3 separate regions of the Mus musculus genome follow, and all the other regions are linked to region 1. The links are chromatin contacts, called in public Hi-C maps. All regions are on one chromosome and are shown on one strand. The core of a region is the stretch at or near the end of the contact, and the rest is flanking DNA. Distances in the headings are between cores, read along the strand shown.

Evidence for each region. A called contact is a pair of places that touch in the nucleus more often than the background predicts.
Region 2: a contact with region 1 is called in a Hi-C map of B cells, with 7 read pairs. The contact joins two enhancer-like sites. A contact is called at or near these places in 10 of 39 promoter capture datasets (the 3T3-L1 cell line, the C10 cell line, cranial neural crest and 6 more), 1 of 484 Hi-C or Micro-C datasets (B cells) and 3 of 9 other capture datasets (adipose tissue, liver and pancreatic islet).
Region 3: a contact with region 1 is called in a Hi-C map of bone marrow-derived macrophages, with 37 read pairs. The contact joins two enhancer-like sites. A contact is called at or near these places in 3 of 39 promoter capture datasets (the C10 cell line, macrophages and stem cell-derived epiblast-like cells), 1 of 15 datasets of contacts at CTCF or cohesin (CD8 T cells), 6 of 484 Hi-C or Micro-C datasets (the G1E-ER4 cell line, Th1 cells, bone marrow-derived macrophages and 3 more), 6 of 115 datasets of contacts at active chromatin or transcription factors (the 230-238 cell line, CD8 T cells, bone marrow-derived macrophages and 3 more) and 2 of 9 other capture datasets (adipose tissue and macrophages).

What each region holds. Positions count from the first base shown.
Region 1 is chr16:10,842,836-10,845,985 of GRCm38.p6, reverse strand. It overlaps Rmi2 (RecQ mediated genome instability 2), which reads right to left. Exons shown (of 2, transcript NM_001162932.1): 2 at 2,751-3,150. Among named protein-coding and RNA genes, the nearest start is that of Rmi2, 9.4 kb to the right of the region's middle. Within about 2 kb of position 1,490, at least 160 of the 459 cell types and tissues checked have an H3K27ac peak or open chromatin away from gene starts, as enhancers often do. A contact at or near this core is called in the 230-238 cell line, B cells, CD8 T cells and 6 more, where this site is marked.
Region 2 is chr16:11,089,893-11,093,042 of GRCm38.p6, reverse strand. It overlaps Txndc11 (thioredoxin domain containing 11), which reads left to right. Exons shown (of 12, transcript NM_029582.2): 7 at 1,257-1,457. Among named protein-coding and RNA genes, the nearest start is that of Snn, 25 kb to the right of the region's middle. Within about 2 kb of position 1,417, at least 48 of the 459 cell types and tissues checked have an H3K27ac peak or open chromatin away from gene starts, as enhancers often do. A contact at or near this core is called in B cells, where this site is marked.
Region 3 is chr16:10,688,712-10,691,861 of GRCm38.p6, reverse strand. It overlaps Clec16a (C-type lectin domain family 16, member A), which reads right to left. Exons shown (of 23, transcript NM_001204229.1): 20 at 272-476. Among named protein-coding and RNA genes, the nearest start is that of Gm15558, 6.7 kb to the right of the region's middle. Within about 2 kb of position 1,716, at least 86 of the 459 cell types and tissues checked have an H3K27ac peak or open chromatin away from gene starts, as enhancers often do. A contact at or near this core is called in the 230-238 cell line, CD8 T cells, the G1E-ER4 cell line and 5 more, where this site is marked.

The DNA.
Region 1 (3,150 bases), core at 241-2,740:
TCATGCTTATGCACGGGGCACACACACACACATAAATCTTAAAAAGTAACAAAATACAAACAAACTAAAATCACAATAACAATAAAAACTCAAACCCAGGCCAACAAGATGGCTCTGAGGATAAAGGCACTTAGCACCGAGCCCAAAGACCTGAGTTTGAACCTTGCATCCCACCCGGTAGAAATCAAAAATCAACACCCACAATTTATCCTCTGATTTATACACCCATGCCACAGCAAATGTCCACCTACACACACACACACACACACACACACACACACACACACACAACTAGCTAACTAAATAGAAGCTTTAAAGCCCTCAAATGCCAAGGCTCCTGAGCACTGTGCCTTTACTCTGTGGCTTCTGTCTTCAACCTGAAACTCCTACAGCTTACTCTGTGTGTGTGTGTGTGTGTGTGTGTGTGTGTGTGTGTGTGTGTGTGTGTGTGTGTGTGTGTGATGTGAGTCCCCGGAGGACAGAGATGCCAAGCAAGGATTCTAAAACAACCTTGAGACCTCCCCACTCAGAAGGAGGGGTGGCAAACTCCATTTCCCAAGAGCCTACCAGCAGCATCCTTTGAAGGAAGAACCACCTCGAAGTCTCCACCTTGAAGGCTGACCTTCAAACCCCAGGTCAGGCAGGGGATGGTGGAACCAGAACTAGCCCACAGTGTGACAAGGTGGGAGCCCCTGAACGGTGTCTTCAGACACAGGCTCAAAGCTATTTGCTTGATGTAGGTCATTGTGGCTAACTGTGACTAAAGGCATATCCACTCCTTCTCCCCCATCCTGTTTTTTACTTTTCAGTTTTTCGAGACAGGGTTTCTATGTGTAGCCTTGGCTGTCCTCAAACCTGTTTTTGTTTGTTTTGTTTTGTTTTGTTTTGTCTTAAGACAGTGTCTCCTGTGGTGCATGCCTTTAATCCCAGCACTCGGGAGGCAGAGGCAGGCTGATTTCTGAGTTCAAGGCCAGCCTGGTCTATAAAGTGAGTTCCAGGACAGCCACCAGGGCTATACAGAGAAACCCTGTCTTGAAAAACAAAAGAACAAAACAAAAACAAAAACAAAAACAAGACAGTGTCTCCTGTAGCCCAGGTTGGCCCAGGCTTGCTATGTAGCCCGTGGCGACTTTGAACTTCTGATTCTCCAATTCCTTAGTGCTGAGATTCGAGGATCAAACTCAGGGTTTTGTTGATGCCAAACAAGCACTCCACACCATACACGGCCCTTGACCACCCTCTTCCTCTTTACATAGGGGCTTGTCAACAAAGGACCTGGAACCCACATTATGGCCCTGAGTGGCCTTCACCTCCAGAATGTCAGGATTACAGGTGTGCACCCCCATACCCAGGCTCCCGCTTATCCTTTCAAGAGTCAGCTAGCTGATCAGCAAACTGGAGAAGGTACCCAGCATCAACCCTGGCTGGCCAGACAGACAGAACTCAGAGCTGATCCCCGACTCCGCACAGCATATCCTCTGGTTTCTTTTTCTCTTTAATCATTAAATCACACACAAGCCAACAAAAACACGGCAGTCAGACACTCCCCTATTTCACACAGCCCTTCTTTCCCCTCCTGCAGAATTTTGCGGTAAAACTTCAGCTTTACAAGAACATGCAACAGAAAGAATTAGGGAACTCAGGCGATCCAAAACCAGCTAAGTGATGGTTTCGAATTTTTAAAATATATATAATGTAAAGCAGTTCCGAGAAAAGTGAAGTCACGGCCTAGGTTGCTTATTCTCAGTTCTTAGAAAAGAGCATTTCAAAGAGGAAGCTGAGTGGGGAGGGCACACAGGCTGCCGCCAGAGCCGCGGTCTGGCGGGTGCTCACTGATAAACTGACTTTGATTTGGCAGCTGAGAACTGAAGCCTCCGGATGCATTTTCATTTGGCGCTGTCAGGGAGGAAACAGCAGCCCCCAATAGTGAGAGTTCTGAATGTGCAGCGAAACCACAGGCTCAGTTCTGTGCTGGAGAGGCAGGCGACAGCCACTGCCCACTGCCCACTGCCGTTTGCGCCGCCCCTCCCCCCACCGCCTTGACCTCCAGCCAGCCTGCACTTTTCTATGGGTGTTTCACCAGGAGTTACGTGAGGACATGGCTGGGAAGCTGTCAGCAGCTTCGGTTCTCCAGTGGAAAAGTAGGCTTGTGCCACACACAGCTCAACAGCTACTCTGGGGTAAAACAGTTTGGGGACACCATTTTACTAAGAATCCTGTAGCAGAGATCCTGGGGCCTGCATCAAAATTAAGTTTCAGACTGGGGCTCAAGTAACAGACTGCCTAACATGCAGGAGCCAGGCTTTGAGTTTGATCCCCAGACCCACAAGAACTAGGTGTGGGGGTGCACACCTGCAATCGCAGCACCAGGGAAGTGCAGGCAGGAGGAGCTGGGCTTCATGATCATGCATAACTGCACAGTGAGATTGAGGCTAGCCTGGAACATGAGATGATGCCTCAAAATTAATTAATTTGAGACCTAAGGTATAGCTAGCTCAGCTGTAGAGTCTGCCCAGCATGCAAGAGGCCCTGGGCTCTATCTCCAGGACTGAAAAATTGTGTGTGTGTGTGCATATGCATGTGTGTGTATACTGTGTGTACCTGTGTGTCTGTTTATTAAATTCCAGTGCAATCAAAAGCAACTGATCAACTGTCCCAGACAAGGGAGACCTTAAGGAGACACGACGGCCAAGTAGAATGTGGAATCCTGGGGAAAAATGAATAAAGAAACCAGAACAAACTATAAATTTGGTTACTAACTTTTCAGTATTTGTTCATTAGTTAATTTGTTAATTAATTTTAACATCCATGCCATACTAATGTAAGATATTCATGATAGGAACCTGGTATGTCTATAATTTAAGACATCCTGGGTTTGAGCCCCAATACTGCATAAACCAAGCTTAATGGCGCACACCTGTGATCTCAATACTCAGGAAGCTGAGGCAGGAGGATCAGGAGTTCCAGGACAAACTTGGCTACAGAGACCATGCAAATAAATAGGCAAATAAAAATATAAACAGCTGCACTATTTTGGCAAATTTTCTGAGGCTCAAACAACGTACATTGGAGCTGGAGAGATGGCTCAGCAATTAAGAGCACTTGCTGCTCTTCCAGAGGACCTGAGTTTGGTTCCCAGAACCCACACAG
Region 2 (3,150 bases), core at 168-2,667, 250 kb before region 1:
CTCTGAAGTGTTTTCATTGCTGACAGGATCACTGGTATTTGGTTTCAGTGGAGATTTCTTCAGGTCTTTCTAGATGCTGTCGAAAACTCAATAGGGATTGCCCTTGCTTGCCAGTCATTTTAGCATCTGTCTAATTCTTAGAGCTCACAGATATTGTGCTTTTTTTCTTGGTATTCATATTCTGTTAAAATGTATTTTTGTGTTTTCCAAATAGAAATGTTTTAAACCCCCACTGTCCTCCTCTGAGCATTGCTGCTGGCTGCCTCTCCACAGCCTGCCCACTCTCCTTGTGCCTGTCTCACTTTTTACTTCCTCTGCTTTGCTAGCTCTCATTTTCTCACACCATCGTTTTAGCCGACGTGTATTTATAGCACAGAACACTGCAGAAGAGTAAGGGGGAAAAGGAGAACTGGGCAGTAGTTCTGGGCAGTGTTTACCAGCATATATCTTTTATCAAATGAAGTATTATTGGAAGGTTAGAGTCTTAAAAAGCAGTAGGCACATTCATGTGAAGTCACTTAGGTCTCCATTCTAGTGTTCCCAACGCTTCATTTTGTGAAACTTTCCAAAGTACCACTCTGGAAATTGTTTGAAACTTGTGATTTATATCAAGTGTCTTTCAAAAGTACTTTTATATTACAAACAACAACAACAAAACCCAAAGGGAAAACGCCTCCAAGTGTCTCTTTCCTGCTACACATGATGTGATCTACAGCCCGTGTAAACTCAGGTCACTCTGCTGAATCCCTGTTCAATGCCAGGAATGTGTCCAGCTGCTGGGGTGACCTCGAACAAAGCCTTTAGAGCTTCTGCCTAGTGGATGCTTCACTCTGGCCTCTGGGACAGAATCTGACAAGCTAAGATTAAGATATAACATCCTGTAACAATAGACAATGGACCTAGATTATTATAAACACCACGTGGTGCTCTGTAACTCTCCTTAGGGTGTTTAGAGGTCATTACAGCCACCTGAAGACAGGGAGAGTGTCTGGATAGTTGAGTCTCTCAGGGGACAAAAGGTGAACCCAGTGATATGAAAGTCACCTCTTGCTCCCATGGTGGCTTTCAGCCCACTTGTTGAGACTGTGTGGAGAGGTGGGCTAAGTGTTGGCTTTATGGCCCGTAGTCATGGCCTCTGGGTGCCTTTTCCTCCCTTACAGTGCAGCTTGACCCGGCCTCTGGAGTGCGGTACTAGTCTTTCGCTCTGCCTTGTCTAACACACCTCTACATTATTCTGTTATATTTGTCCTTGGCAGGTCTTCCCCAGGGAAGTCATGAACTTCACAGCTGAGAACATCTATAAGTGGGCCTCAGAAAACCAGGAGACCCTCTTCCGATGGCTACAGCCTCATGGAGGCAAGAGTCTGCTGTTGAACAATGAGCTGAAGAAAGGACCAGCACTCTTCCTGTTCATACCGTTTGATCCCCTAGCCGAGAGACATCCTCTTCTAGATGAGGTAAGAGGCCTAGTGATTCTGACACCTGTCAATAGATCTCCTTCCACGTTAAAGGGCACTAACTAATCCATCATCACAAGGAGTCATCAGGAATAGTTGCTGGGGCTCAGTGGCTTTTGCCTGGGACCGGGATTCCCCAGCTTCTCTTGTCTATTCGTTGCTCCAGTCTGGGGTGAATAGCAGAGAAGGGAAATGAACTTGTTTCCCCAGAGACCTAGTAAACAGCACTTCTTCAGATGGCTGCACTGACCTTCCTGTTGAGGGGCGATGGGAGCTCAGGCAAGCTGGTAAAGCCTAGGGCCTGCCACTTTTGGGGACCTCGCCAGGCACAGCTGCACTGATGATGTGTGTCTTTCTCTAAACCTTATAGGCAGGTTTCCAGAGACAGCTGCCCTGCCTGGAGTCTTCCCTCCCTCCTGCCTTGCTTTCTGGGATATCCGTTCTCTCTAGACATGAGTTCATTTTACACGTGAATCATTTGGAGGCACTTAGAGGGAGCAATAGCAATCAGCAGAGAGCCTGGGATTGCTAAATTGGATTTACTAGGCTTTTTTTTCTTTCCTTCAAGGATCCCTTAATTGGCCCAAACTATAATCTGAATCACTGTAACACAGCCCAGGCGAAGCAGACAGTGCCTGTCCCTGGGCCTCTCAGCACTGCTCTGGAAGCTGGGGAGGAAGTCACTAGCCAGGCTCGCCATGCTGTTCTCCAGCATTTGTTTCAAGTTGCCATCCCGACTGGGAGCTTTCTAATGGCTGCACAGCCTGGCTTTAAAGGAAAAGTAGAGAGAAGTGAAGCGGCTCTGTTCCTCCCACTGAACTGAAGTGGGACTCAAGGCTCCATTCTTTACAAAGTGTGCACTGCATGAATGCTTTATGGTCCAAGAAGCTCTTTCCATGCCCAGGCCTCTGTACCATCTAGATTAAGAGTTGACAAGGTCTTTGGAGGTTTTTACTTTAACTTTTGAGACGTGACTTGACTTGAGCATGCAGGGTGCAGGGCAATGTTGGCAGGAGTCTAGTCCCTCACTTCAGAGGGCTGAGGTTAAATTTGGCACCAAAGGGAGGCTTTGCTTCTAGCCTCATGTTCTCAGATGATCATGTCCCTACACCTTCTGTTTCTATAATCTACTAACAGGCTTTAAAAAAAAAAAATTCAGTTTCACCTGTGACTCCATTCCCCAAGCTCTTATGGGTGCTCTGAGGTAGGTGGAGTCTGTCACCTCCCCTCCACATATGGCTGGTATGGTCCTTAATATTATGCATTTCTGCGACAAGCAGCATCTGCTCAGCACTTTCCCTCCACGTGACAGGTCAGCCTGGCCAGTGTTCATTGAGTACTGGGAGCTCATGGGAGAGGAAGTATGTGGCAAACACTGGCATCTGGTCTCAGAAGATGGTCTAATCTAGAATCAAGAATCTGCTTATAACTCAGGCAGAGGACAGTCAGGCTCAGCTAGGCCAGGGTCAGGAAGTGGAAGAAGAGGGCAGGAGAGGCTTAGAAGGAAGCAGGCACACCGGGTAAGGAGGGAACTCAGGTAGCTTTGTTTTCCATTGCCATTGTGGGCCTAGGTCTGGGCAGACACTTAAAAGCACTTACACACCTGAGGGCATACTAGGCAAGGATGCTAGTAACAGTTGTAGGCTTTGTGTAGTCCAGAAGTGACCAGGTGGTGGCTACACCAAGCCTAGGA
Region 3 (3,150 bases), core at 467-2,966, 150 kb after region 1:
GCAGAGGGCAGTCAGAATGCTTTGTGACTATACCCTTGTACCCTTGCGGGCTAACTCGTGAAGAGGAGGTGCCAGCTGCCCCCTGCCTGCGCCTGTTTCTTGTCTGTTACAGAGGCCCCTTCTCTTCCACGCAGCAGCTGAGGATTGTCTCCCTTCCAAACACCTGGGAAGCAGGGAAAGTCCCATTCTTTCAAGTCTTGGGATGTTTCTGGGTCAATGTGAACTGGTGACAGCCCTGCGGTGGGGAGTCCTTGCTCTTGAGGTCACTCACCGGCTATCCTCTGCATCTTCATGCGCCTGGCCTGGATGCGGCCCTTGGCCAGGCGCTGCTTGGCAATAATGCAGCGGATATGATCCGAGAACACGAAGGTGGCCTGCAGGATAGGGAAGGGCTTAGAGTGCGGGCTGGAGGCAGGCTTGTGAATGGTGATGTTCAGGGCACGGCTGTCATCCTCCACTCCTGTCACCTGCATGTCCTGCAGAGCGAGAAGGCAAAGGCAAAATGTTCATCAGGCCCAGGGTTGATAGGGGTGTCAGTGGCTCATATAGAAAGACACCAGCACTTTGCATCTGCTTTTGTTCTGAAGGAGGCTACATCTCAAAGATTTAAGGGTGATGCAGATCAGTCCCGGCCTGACAGGTGAGGAATCAGCTGCTGGATGTATGGCTAATTCTCCTTTCCATGAGGACTTGAGATGCCTGACCACAAGAGGTACACCAGCCTCTTCAAGGGCCACCACTGTCACAACAGGCAAATTCCAACAATTCTTCCTTCTGGAAAACCAGAGGCCACAACTCCAAAGCCTTTTTTTGTCACCTGGTTAAACACTACCTCCTTGTTTCTCTTCAAAATGAGGCATTGTTCCTGTCCTTTGGTACATCTTTGAGGACAGTCCCTGAGGAAGGGCCACTAGAATTGTTTGGCAGAGACTTCAGGCAAGCTGCATGTGAAAGGGATAAAGACATTGACGAGGAATGAGTGTGTAAGGACTGGTTCCCATAAAGCCTCAGGATGGGTTCTGTGTCAAGTCTGTGCCCACAAAGGTTCAAGGGCACATGAGATAAAAGCGTACCAGACAGAAGATAGACTCAAAGGTCAGATATGCTAGAGGAGGTGGGAGCCACTGAAGAAGGTTCAGAAGGAAGGGGCTGCTGTGCTTGGAGGCCACACACTTGGCTCTCCCTTTGGAAAGAATGGCTGCATCACAGGGCAGCAGCAGATAAGATGAGCTATTATGAGTTTAAAGCAAGGATCTGGTGCGTAGTAACAGTCTGATAAATAGTAGCTACTGGAAGAGAACCAAAAGAGGATGGGGGGTGGGGGGGGAGTGTGGCTTTCATTGTCTGACACATTAAGCGTCTGAGAGAGAAAAACACTTTCCTGATGTTGTGTTCTAAGGAAATTGGTGTACCTTGATAAGAAGATGCACAGGCCATCTACCGGGCAGTGTTCCACACGGGAGTCACTTTGGGGTAAAAAAGATTCTCCTACACCCTCACTGAGAGTAAGAGGGTCTGGAAAGGGAGGAGTGTGGGAAGGAGAGGAGACAGGAGCAGTGGCTTCATGTACAGGCGCTCCCCATGGAGAGCAGGCAACAATGGGCTGCCCACCGCTGTGGTTAGGAGTCAACTCAGCCTGCGCAAGGTCTTCTGGGAATCAGAGCAGTGCAGCAGGAAATGGACCTCCTTGAAGTGAGGGGAGGGGAGCCCCAGGCTGGGACAGGACACAGTAGAGAGAGGAAGTGGGATCTGTGTTTCATTCCCTCTGCAGCTAGTCACTACTCAGCCATCATACTTATCAACCTGTAAGACAGAGCCCCAGCAGACACGAGGTGCTGTAGAGCCTGGTCAGGGAGGGTGTGCTCAGGAACTCCTGTGATAACAACAGTGCTAGAGGAAGTTGGCAGAAGCTATGAACTCTTAAAATAGCTGATTCCAACTTCTTGGGTATCTGCCTAGGGAAATCCTGCCCGGGGCATGAGGAAGTGGAACACCAGGTTTACATGCTTGAAAAGCTGGGATTATCAAGAGCGCTCTGGCCAAGCATGCCCTGCCACACAGCAGTTAAGAGAACCCCAGCAGGCATGCATCTGCTAAAATGGCTAGACACTCCAAGAGAGGCTAGGAGATAGGCCAAGTCTACGATATGGCATAAGAATCTAACATACCCTCAAACTCATGTACAATTAACCCTTGGCACTCCCTACCAAACTGGGGACCAAAATCTGTAGATGCTCAAGGCCCTTACTTTAAATGGTACAGTATCTGCATATAACCTACTATATCTTCCTGTAGACTCTAAATTCACTCTAGATGATGCATAAGACTTGATACCATATATGTGCTATGTAAATACCTGTTTAGGGACTAAAGAGTCAAAAGAAAGTCTGTACATGTTTATAGCAGACATATTTCTTGGTGAAGTTTGTTTGTTTTTGCGACAGTATCACTACGTAACCTTGGCTGGCCTGGGATTTGGTTTGTAGACCATATTTGCCTTAGACTTACAGGGATCTGCTCATTTCTGCCTCCCAAGTACTAGGATTAAAGATGTACATCACCATACCTGGTCTGTCTTGTTTTTTGAGACAGGGTCTCATGTAGCTCTGGCTAGCCTCTGACTCCTTAGGTAGCCAAGGCTGCCCTTAAATGTCTGATCATCTTGCCTCCACCTCCTTATAGGCATGTATGATTATACCCATTTGTATGTGCTGCTGGGAATGGAATCAAGGGCCTCATGCATGCTGGGTGAGCACTCCATATCAACTAAGGTTCACCCCCAGCACACTGTCCTCATTCCCAACACCCTTTTATCTTGAGACCAGGTCTTGCTCCATGAACCTACCTGACTGGTCTGGAACCTATTAAATAGACTGGTCTGTTTTTGAATTTGTGGATGCCATCCTGATTCTACTGCCTGAATGCTGAGATCATGTACAACCATGTGGTCCTTCCCCACTGAGTTTAACTGACAGTTCCATGGATACACAATTAAAAAGCTCTTGGCAGTGAAGCAGATCTGGAAGGACCAGCTTGGCAATGGGTTTTCTCCGAAGGGAAGGAGAGGTGTTAAGATTAAGGTTTTGGTAAAAGGGACTTGGCTGTTCTCTGTGCAATACTCCGGTTTTGTGTGCATACTTCTTGTGCCAT